Regions from separate parts of the Zea mays genome. Here region 2 is linked to region 1. Evidence: chromatin contacts called from public Hi-C data. All regions are on one chromosome and are shown on one strand. Each heading gives the region's core, a stretch centred on a gene start, on an enhancer-like site or on the middle of the called end of the contact. The rest is flanking DNA. Distances are from core to core; before and after follow the strand shown. Region 1 holds the start of LOC100280482 (polcalcin Jun o 2). Region 2 has its middle 33 kb from the start of LOC103635555.

What was found. A called contact is a pair of places that touch in the nucleus more often than the background predicts.
Region 2: a contact with region 1 is called in a Hi-C map of tassel, with 3 times the contacts expected there. The contact joins the enhancer-like site here to the promoter of LOC100280482 in region 1. A contact is called at or near these places in 2 of 25 Hi-C or Micro-C datasets (leaf and tassel).

Annotation. Positions count from the first base shown.
Region 1 is chr8:93,449,400-93,455,113 of Zm-B73-REFERENCE-NAM-5.0, reverse strand. LOC100280482 (polcalcin Jun o 2) reads right to left here and starts at 2,904. Exons shown (of 1, transcript NM_001153402.2): 1 at 2,078-2,904. The coding sequence starts at 2,822. The coding sequence ends at 2,253.
Region 2 is chr8:93,351,798-93,357,511 of Zm-B73-REFERENCE-NAM-5.0, reverse strand. No RefSeq gene overlaps it. Among protein-coding and RNA genes, the nearest start is that of LOC103635555, 33 kb to the right of the region's middle. Within about 2 kb of position 2,916, at least 10 of the 20 cell types and tissues checked have an H3K27ac peak or open chromatin away from gene starts, as enhancers often do. A contact at or near this core is called in leaf and tassel, where this site is marked.

The DNA.
Region 1 (5,714 bases), core at 1,655-4,154:
AGTTTGTCTCCTTCCTGCCCCTTCGGCCCTTCATAGTCCTCTCTTGCACATGAAGCACCTCCTGCAGTTTGGCATTGGCCTCATCAGCGACTTTCTCTACACTTCCGAGTAAGTTAGCCTATATTGTTTCCCAGTCCATCGACAATCAAAAAACAAAATAAAATAACAATAAGAGAGAGAGAGAAAAACAATACATAGCAAGTAAGCAAATATAATAAACAGTTTTAAATATCTGAAAACATGAGAATTTTCAAAGCCTAACAAATTGCACAGAATTGCAGTTGCATACGGAGAATGTTGTTCTTCGCTAGCCTGTACCATCCTCAAGTTGACGTCCTCACCGTCGCACAGTCACCACTCATTGGGACATCAGTTTATTCGAACTTGGCAAATCTCATTTTTTTACCCTTTCCTGGAGAAAGCAAGTTTGATTTGTTTTTTTTATCTTTTAAGGCTGGTTCGGTTCACTCTCAATCCATATGAATTGAATGGAATTAAGACGGTTTAAATTCATAACAAGTCAAAATCCGTCTCAATCCCATCCGATACATTTCAATCCATATGGATCGAAAATAACCGAACGAGGTCTTAGCCTAGTTTAGATACTTGTATTGATCTCAATCTATATATATTGAAGTGAATTGGGGTGTAACTTAAATTAATTTACAGCTCAATCCACTCAACACATATGAATTAAGGTCAATACTAGAATATCCAAACAAAGTCTTACAGGAGAAAGCTGGTTTGGGGTACAATTACTCGTCCCTTTTTAACTTAACCATGTCCTTGTTAGAGTGTTGTTTTCGCTTTCACGGAAACAAACTTTGAGGAGCACCAAAGACGAGTCGTTTTCAACCTTTCCTGTTCTCACTGTTTTTCTCGGAGCCACGGCTCTTTCGTTCTCTGAACTGGATGTATCTCATGTGTATATATTAGTATCTGTCACTGCTTCTCTCAAAACCACACGGCACGGCGCTAATACATCATCAGTGGAATAGTTCACAGCTTCACATGGAACTTCGCTAGCTTTGGCTCTCTGACCTGATTTGCAACTCGAGCTTTGCAGTTGTTAAAAAAAAAAGACAAGAAGAAGAGTATGCAAAAGAAAAGATTGCCTTTCCAGGGCTGTTTGGTAGGGCGCTTGTGCTGGGGTTTTCAAAATCCAACGTGGGATTGCTGCGGGCTGTTTGGGTGGCTTTGTGAATTTGCTCCAAATCGAAGGTTTGGCAACCAGAACTTGCCAGAAATTGAACAAAGATATTTTTGAAAGTTGAATATGAGGTATTGGCAAATTTTAAGAACACATCAAATAGACGTCGAAACAAATTAAGGACTAGTTTGGTGAACAGTGATCACAAGAAAATCTATGACGGGGCGTTTGGATCCCTTCATTTTAGAGGAATTAGAATTCACTCAATAAAGTAACTTATTTAGTTTGGAATTTGACATTCCACCACTTTCTAAAGTTCAGATATAAGCCTATCTCAAATTCATGGGGTGGAGGGTGGAAAATGATTTTATGCATTACTAGAATTGGTTTCTAATCTATAACTTACATGACACTCTTCGTCTCACTCCTCAATAGTAAAAATGTAGCACATAAATATCTCTGACATCTTACTAATAATAGTATACAAATATATTTTGCATAAAACCGAATTAGCTTAATTGATATATGCCTAAATTACTATTATTAGAATGGAATTCAATTCCAGTGATCCAAACGGGGCGTGAGGAGAAATTGATTTCTCTCTATTGATCCTATCGTGATCCCTAGTCACCAAATATACTAGTTTGTGAGTCACAAAATCGAAGGAGATTATAGGAGCTAAAATCTCTATCTTATTCAATTTTAAATAAAAGAGAGATTTTAATCCCTCCAATCACCTTCGATTGTGTCTCCCAAACTAGTCCCAAGATTATCCCTATCCAAGAGGGTATTTGTTTCTCTCCTAGATTATATAATTTAGATTAGAATGGAAATGTAGAAGAGAAATGTCACTTTGGAACCACAAATGAGCGCAAACTCAATATTGCAATTGATGAAGCCAAAACAATCCGTTTGGACATCCAAACTAGTAAGTAAAATGGGGGCTTTTTATGTGCTGCCGCTGGGCGTGTAAATAATCCGGACCTAGGAAACATCTCCGTGATTCCAGTGTGATCTAAATCTATAGGGCATGCATATATGTACATAGAATGAAATGAATCCAATTTTTTGTGGGGAGCGGAGCAGGGCAGAATCCTTGTTCCTAGGCACCGATCCTGCCGAATCCGCCGGCCATCATGAGCTTGAACTCGTCGAAGGACACGAGTCCGTCGCCGTTGCGGTCGACGCCCTGGATCATGCGGCGGCACTGGGCGACGGAGGCGGACTCGCCGAGGCCGCGCAGGACGCGCGCGAGCTCGGCGGGGGTGATGAGGCCGTTGCCGTCGGCGTCGAAGACCGAGAAGGCGTGGCGCAGGTCCTCCTCGACGGCGTCGGCGTCGCCGGACGCCGAGTCCATGAGCGCCGCGAACTCGGGCAGGCTGATGTAGCCGTCGCCGTCCGCGTCGGCCTCCTCCATCATGCGCGACACCTCGTCGTCGGTGGCCGCGTGGCCCACGCTCTCGAACAGCGCCGCCAGCTCGGACCGCGAGATCTGGCCGTCGCCGTTCGCGTCGAACTTGCGGAAGACGCGCTCCGTCTCGTCCCCGGCCGGCGGCGACGCCCTCCTCGCGGAGGGGCACGGGGACGAGAGAGACGAGGACGACAAGCCTGGCCGGGAGCCACCGCGCTTGCCGCTGCGGGCGCGGCAGAAGAAGGAGCGCACCTTGCCCATGGAACTGTGCGGCGGTTCCTCGACGCGCGGCCGGGCGGTCGGGCAAGGAATTGATGTCGCTGGTGATTGATTATTGGCTTTGCCGACAAGATTCGATGGAGAAATCAGCTGGTTGATGAGGAGGGAGGGACGGAGATGGGAGGACGACGGGATTTATAGGCGGGCCGCGTGAAGCGGACGCGGTTACGGTGGTTAACTTCCGTTATGTCGACGGGAGGCGGGCGGCGGTTACGCGTGGGCGGGTGTGGGGTGGGGAGGAGGAGAACTAGGATGCTGCCGGCGCTGGCAGGTGGGACAGCCGGGTCGGTCGCACCGCCAAACTTTCGGGAGCTAGCCAGCTCAAGCCGCGCGCACGCACGGTTTGGGCTCGTCGGTTTTGCAGTTCGCGCGTCAGATGACGACGAACAAACGCGTAGTGGAGATCCCCGCCCGCCGGCACGGATAGCATTTTGCGGTGGGACGCGCAGGCTAGCTGGAGATTATCCGGCGGCGCGTGGATCCAGCACCGGGATTGTTGGAACCCAACTTGCCTCCTCCCTCGACACGGGCATGGATATCAAACACGTGCAGGGGTGCTCCAGCTTAGCCGACGGATGTTGGTTGCTAAGAACATCTTTTAGAATACTAAGGTCCTGTTTGGATCGAACTAATTTTAGCACTTGGTCTCTAAACAGACTAGCTAATATATTATCTAATTGTTGGCCTTCAAATAGATTATACATTAGTCATTTGATCTTGCTAATAGATACAAATAGATCGTGTAAAGAGAAAAGACATCTAATTATTCAAGACTCCAAACATAACTTGGCTAATTATTGCTAGCTAATTTTTTTGCCGGCTAATAAGTTGAAAATCGAAAATCATATGTCCAATGCTCTTCCTTTTTCTTCACCTAAATTATCGTCATCCCGAATTCGAGCGTCGCCATCACGCAAATACACGCCACTGAGGGTTTTTCCATAATCCAATCTTGCGCGCGCTCCAACGGTTCCTTCTCGTGGCATTTCGATTGGGCGCAAAAGAATAGCTGGTGGAGTTGTTGAGCAGCAGCGATAGGAGAGCCAACGGAGGCGTCTAGGTCGGCAAGAAGAAAGTATGTCCACCTACACTGCATTATCGTCGATCGCAAGATCTTCATGTGGACTGTCGGCACCATCCATGGCCTCGGCGTCTTCATCGCCTTCATCATGATGTTCGTCAAGCTCGTCCCGCACAAACCAACTTTTTCAATTTAACCTTTTTGGGTTTTTTCACAAATACCCCATTTGCGGTTTTATTTCAAAAACTGGACCCCTGGCTCGACGCCATCATCATTGGCGCCTAGCTTCTGCGTGTCGGCACCAATTTTTTTGGCGTGCATAGGTCAGAATCCGGGCCACGGTGGAACTGACGTGGCACGTACGTCGGCGCCGTAGATCTTGCCACCGAGGTATGCGCCATGGATCTCGGCGCCAAGATCTACGGCGCCGAGGTACGCACCTATAAATATGCCCCTTCGGCCAGTAGTTTTTGTGCTCATTTCTATTCTTCGAAACGACAGACATCAACCTAAATTATTGACTTGGATCTATTGTTACTCTGTATCAAAGTAAGTTCTCTCCTTTTTATAGGTTGTTATGTTATGTATGATTAATAGGGTAATGGTTAGGTTTTGGATATCATTTTCAGAAGCATTTTTATTGACATATTATCGATTTGTAGGATGTATAGGCGCGGTAAATCTGCTAAACAAAGGTAAGTGTTGTATTAAATTATATTTGTGAGTCTATTATATTTATGATTCTTATAGATCTTATCAAAATTTAGGAAGGGTCCTTTGACCGGGACTGCCTTCGACCCACTGCCTTTGCCAACTGATGTTCTAGTGCCTATGTGTTTTTGTGGTGATCCTTGCAAGGTTGACAAGTCTGAGGATCATGACACCTATCGACAGAGGTATTGGATGTGTGCTAACTATGCATTTGAGCCAATGATTGTTTAGCGCCGGATGAATTTAATGGTGAGAATAATCTTTAAATATGTTAACAATTTGAAGACTCGAAGTGGTGCATGTTTTCTTTGCCTACTAATCATTGCATATTTTATAGACTCCTCCACCGCTTTGTGATTTTGAGCAGTGGATTGACACAGAAATCTCATAGAAAGACAAGAAGTGGTTGGAGAATCTTAAAAAGTAGGATGCATAGGACAAAAGGAGGATAGAGAAAAGGCGAGAGGAGCTTGCGGTCGAGCAACAACAGGTAGACGAGCAGGAAATGAGGTGTGTTGCTGAATACAGGGAGGAGAAGGAGAAGAAGCTTGAGCGTGCACGTCGTGTAAAGGGCGCAATGGAGGAGAACTCTGATGCATTTCGCAAGGGCAAATGACCCCGTTGCACTCAATAGTCTAGGTGCTTATTTGATGTTATGTAGTAATGAAGTTCTTATTCTGTATTATTTAGTGTCGAACAATGTTATTTGATAATGAACTACTTATTATGGATTCAAATTGGACTTTAAAAGCAATTGATGAAGACGATTTAAAACAATTGATAAAGAAAATCAACATGCTTAAAGCAATTGATACAAAAGAGTTTTCTAGTAGTGCTCCCACATTCCAAATTATGCGAACCCTTCTCCACAGTATCCTCCCATTGTTGTTGTCTGTTGTGGTTGTGGTGGAGAAGTTGGAGGACCAACATTCTTGCTATGACAAGGGAAGCAGCAATATGGATCTGAGCATACTTGCACCTGTGAACCACCTCCATTGTTGTTGTCTCTGCCTTCCTCCTCATTTAAGTTGGAGGACCAACATTCTTGCTATGACAAGAGAAGCAGCAATATGGATCTGAGCATACGATGATTTGTTTTACCGAGGTTCGGTTCTTGCAAACCTACTCCCCGTTGAGGTGGT
Region 2 (5,714 bases), core at 1,667-4,166, 98 kb after region 1:
TCCTCTAATTAATTAGCTAAGGGCACCCCATTCCACCCTCATGGTTGCACTGTTATCCCGGGTGGTCTCTCGACGAACAGGTCCTTATGGAGAGGTACTCAGGAAACAGCCTGAGCCCCCTAGAGTATCACAAGATCAACAATATAATCAGGATAACAGTATCGTATCATAAATAGTCACATCATGTTCATTGATTAAGTTAAGGCCATAGCAAAATGCTAACCATAATAACCCAAAAGGTAAGCAAGGACAAGGTAAATACAAAGCTAGTCAATCCTTAGGTTGATCATGGTATGCGGGTTGATGAATTATAAAGTAAATGGGACATAATAGGTCAAAGGACACTTGCCTTCACAAAACAGATGCTCAGGGTCTTCAACCTTGTAGAACTCGAAGAGCACGATCTAGGGATCACCCACACTTGATCGTCGATTCACTGAAGCCCGGGAATGGATCGCGTTCTATTCGTGACGTGTATCCAACATGAACAGGCACGAGCAAACAAATATACATGCATAAGCACATTATACCATACAAGGGAAAACATTATAAAAGCATGCAATATGAAATAGGGCTCGCTTCTACGGTCACGCGAGAAAAAGAAACGCAACCATCGGGGACGGTCGAGATGTTATCGCGTTTGTGTTATATGAATATGAACTAGAATATTTAACCCGTCATAAACACATTAATCGACATTTATCAAATGTGAATTAGAGCTATTACTTAGTTCCAGTTAATCTGCTACGCTAACAGCTGTCGGTTAAATGAGTAAATTAATTAATACGAGCGATTCTAAGCGAGGTGAATTAACGATGCGCGACAAGGCGCGCGGCGCGCGCGAAACAGCGTGACTGCGCGCGGACGGCACGTGCGAACGATACGCGGACACACGTGACTTAGCGCGCGGACGACGCGCGGCGGCGCACGTAATCTGCACGCGCGACACGTGCAGACAACGCGTGAGCGCGACGACGCACGCGAACAACGCGCGGACGACGCACGAAACAACGCGCGTGGCAAGCGCGAACGACGCGCGAATCAGCACGTGACCACGTGCGAAACAGCGCGCGCGACACGCGAGAAATACTAAATAGATGTCGTGTTTATACTGAACAAGTATTAATTCAAAAACATTTGAATGAGTATAACCACATATGCAGGTATTTGTAAAGCTTAAATTAAAACCATAAATTAGTTTTAATTAGATTGTCATTTTAATATCTGTCAGACAAATAAATTATTAATTAATTATTAAAACCTGTGTCGTGATAAAATAATGTTACTAACACGTAGTCGACATTATTACAAAGTTGACACGGCGGAAATGAGTCGAAACCGGTTTACGACGCATACTATATTGAATAAAATAACAATTCACGGATTATTAATGACGCGACATATGAGAACTGCTAAACACATCGCGATTACACTAACCAAGAATTAAATCAAAAGCATTTAAGTTGGCATTAGTCATATTAACATTTATTTATAAAGGGCAAGTTAGAAACACTAGATAAATTTTAATTAGAACACCAATTTAATAAACATTAGTTAAACAAGTATTTAATAAATTATTTAAAATGTGTGACATGAATAAATAATATTATTAGCGCATAGACAACATTACTATGAAACCAACGCAACTGGAAACGGACTAAAGCGAACTTTTGACGCAAAAGATATGGATATTTAATAAACCGGTGGCCTATTCATAATTAGCCATATACTTTGAGGTCTAGCAAATAATTTTCACAAGACTCGGAAAATAGTATATTAATTCTGAAAGTGTACGGGAGCTTTGTGCAAAAGGACTGGGGCTGCGGTTGTTTGGTAACATGGCTAATTCGTATTGGCTAGAGACCGACCACACGAAAGGCCACATGAAAAGTTATCACAGAAAGACCAAGATCCATTATGAGGGGGGACAGGTTTCCATTTGTCGGCTGCATGCAGCCATGCATGAGATCGCGGAGGGCTGGAGGCCTCTCGCACGCTATGCATGAGATATTGAGATCGTGGCCCAGGGCAGTTTTCTCGTTTCTTCTTCGTACGACACGCGCATGGGGGCTAGGGGCTTGCTGGCCGGGGTCGTACGCCGGCGACCAGGGCTGCGCGGCAGCTCCAGGCTCGAGTGCTGGCCAGCATGGCGTCAGGCGCTCCCGCATGTGAGGCGGCAGCTCGCGCGGCGGCGGTGTCGCATGGTGCAGCGGGGAAGACGAGATGCGCTTGAATTCTCACCTATGAATGAAGCTCGAGCGGGGCTCCCTCGGGTAGAGGAAGACGCGGGCGTCGACTCTTCAGCGCGCGGACGGGACGGGTGTGGCAGCGTCAACCGTGGGCGCTCGCCGGAGGTGACGTGTCGGCTGGGCGCATCGAGCGGCGCAGCGGATGGAGCACGGAAGCCGACGGGGCTCGCCAGCCAACACACGGCTGGACTTCGGCGAACGGGCCGGTGCTGGCACGCGGCTGCCAGAGACGGGAGTGGCCGGAGCAAGTGACGTGCGGCGACTGACGGTGCTCCAAGCGCGACGCAGAGCCGGCTTGGCGTGGCGGCGCGGTGGAGCTCCAACTTGCAGGCTGTTCTCCGAGCGCGGTGCGGTGCGAGCAGGAGCGTGGGGGGGGGGGGAAGTGGAGCACGGTTTGGAGAGGAGTGGAGATCGAGTGGGTGTTCTGGGGGTTTAAACAAAGCGTCGAGGGCATGTAGTTGCCAGAGTCCGCATGACGTGGGTGCGCCCACGCCGACGCGAGCAGAGGAGCGGTTACGGGAGGAGAGGGGAGGAGGTGACGTGCAGGTCCCACGGCTCAGCGAAACGGTGGGCATGGCGGCTGACGGGCAGGGCCCGTAGCATGCGCGTCCGCGTGCGCGAGTGTGGCTGTGCACAGGTGAACCCCTCAGGTGCAGAGACATGGCGGGCGCGAGGCCGAGCACAGGCATCTCCGCGCAGGCGCAGTTGGGCCGAAAGGCTGTAGGATGGAGAGGGAATGTGTTTTCCTTTTTTTATATTTGAATTTAGTTTTAGTTTTTGAATTTAAATTCAAACATGCTTCACAAGATTAAATGGATTCACACCAAAATAATTCATCATACAAAAAATAGATGCTCCAGCATGTGATGCAGCAACCATAATTCCCATAGAGTTTTACTTGCAAAGTTAATACATGCCTAAACAAAATAATTCTACTCTTTTAGAAAAAGAATAAAGGGATAGGAAAAGAGAGGATAACACCTGAATTTTGAGTATAAATCAAAGAAATTTTTATGCCCCAAAATTCAGGGTGTTACAAACCTAACCCCCTTAACAGAATCTCGCCCCGAGATTCAAGAAGAAGTTAGAAAGAAAACCAAGATTGGTTCATCAATTGTTCATAGCTTCTTCGATTCAACTTTGACTCTGTCGGCTTAACTCGCGGGCTGGTTGCTTTGACCTTCAGATGCTCACGACCAACTGAGACATCCTTGAGGATCCTAGGACATGTGGGTTAGGGCCAACCACACTTTCACTGTGCCACTTTGATCTTGTTAGATGATGTTGACTGCATTGCCATCATCAGGGTTCACCGCTAACCCCCTTAACAGGAGTATTGTTACCAAGCACTTGATGGAGACGCTGCCGACACTGATCTTGACCGATTTAGAGGAGCTGGAGGTTGTGTTGTGTTCATCACCACTTGCAATGCTATCTGCAGGAACTATTCTGGAGGCTGCTAACTGAGCGGGTGCAAGAGGAGAGGATAGAGAGAAAAGGGTAAGCATAGACAGATTAAAGAGAGAGAGAGAACAGGAAAAGAGAACCCAACTACCTAACTATGTTGCACTCACCTATTAAACTGATGCCATTGTGGGCAAATGGCCACAACGCATCAACACTCATCACAAAGAAGGAAATCAGCCATAACACAAAGACAAACAACACAAGCACACCACAACAATCATCTCGTTGCTGCACGTTCCTTTTAACTAAATGGTGGTCTTTTTTTAAAAGGGAAAAACTACCCTCTAAGGTCATCGAAAGACGAGGAGAAGAACAAGACATATGAGACAGGAGCATGAGCACGACCAAGGTTGGAACTGAAGCAAGACATGCAAAGTGGCAGGGGGACAACCAAGGGCGAGATAGGTAAAACAACACTCTCAAACTAAAATGGGAGAGAGGAGGCTTTTAAAATGCAGGTACAAGATAAGCATTAAGATAAAGATTGAGAGATGACAAGGGTTAAAGGTGATAACAGACAAACGCACAATAAATGATGGAGTTAAGACAAAACTTGCAAGATGACAAAGAAAAGGAAACAATCAAAGGTGAGGTAGGTAAAGCACCACCCTCGAACTAGGATGGAAAAGAGGAGGCTTTAAAGGGTAGGTTCAAAGTAAGCATCAAGGTAAAGATATAGATATTACAAGGGTTAAAGGCGATAACCGACCAGGGTGTAAGAGAAGAGGTGAAGGTGTACAAGAACCAAGGGTATGAGTACAACAAAGGATGGAGTTAAGACAAGACTTGCACGCTGTAAAGGAGAGGATATAGCCAAGGGTGGGATAAGTAAAACACCACTCTCAACTTGAGATGGAAGAGAGGAGATTTTAAAGAGCAGGCATAAGATAAGCATCAAGGTAAGATCAAGAGACGACGAAGGTAAAGGTGATAACAAACAAAAGCATAGCAAAGGGTGAAGTCAAGACGAGACTTGCAAAGTGGCGGAGTAGATGAAACAATCAAGGGCAAAATATGTAAGGTTTCAACAAAACAGTTGAAGTGAAAATTCATTACCGAGGGAAGTTATGAGGAAACAAGCAGATCACCAAGGATGTACGAAATAAAATGATCGCTCATGGATCATCGAGAAACAAGGGTGGTCAAGGCATGTAAACTGAAATGTTTTAAATAGATATTGGGGTATAAAGGTAAGCATATAAAAAGGATAAGAGTATGTAAGATTCCAAGGATACAAGCATACCCAGACCAAGAGAATAGAAATTACCGAAAGGTGGCGACATAACAACAGAATAGGAAAGGATCTTAGAAGACAAGAAGGTCATGGACATATAAACTGAAATGTATAAATAGGCAGCATAGATTCAGAGGTAAGTATTTGAATTAAGAGATAAGGGTATTGAAGAGTCCAAGGATACGAGCATGTCAATACCAAAGGAATAGAGATTGTCAAATGGTAGCAATTTAATGATGGAAGAGAAAAGAATCCCAAAAGACAAGAAGGTTATGGTCAGGGGGCATCTACAAATATGTTGCAAGCACAAGAGTAAGAGCAGATCTAATAGAATAAATAAGTAGAGCATAGACAATACTAGAGTAAAATACTTTTAGCAAGGTGATATATAGGAGCATAACATAGAATTAGTCGAAGTGACTAATATTTTGAAGCAGCATCAAGGATGAGGTGAAGTAATAGTCAATAAGACCTTAAAACGGCCAATGCTACTCTAGGTCAGCAATCCTACAGTCAGCAAGGCTTTGATACCACTTATGTCACACCCGGTTTCAGAAGGCAAACCGAATGCGAACCATGTACGTGCCAGGATCAGAACTCACGTACACAGCGATTACATAAATGACTCATCATAGCATAATGCTTCGAATAATCATAAAGAGTAAGTAATATTATTACAGACGAGAGTCATTAACATAATATATATCAAAGTGCACATAATAGAAACGTAGCCAACGTAAATAAACCCACCACAGGCAGCTGAC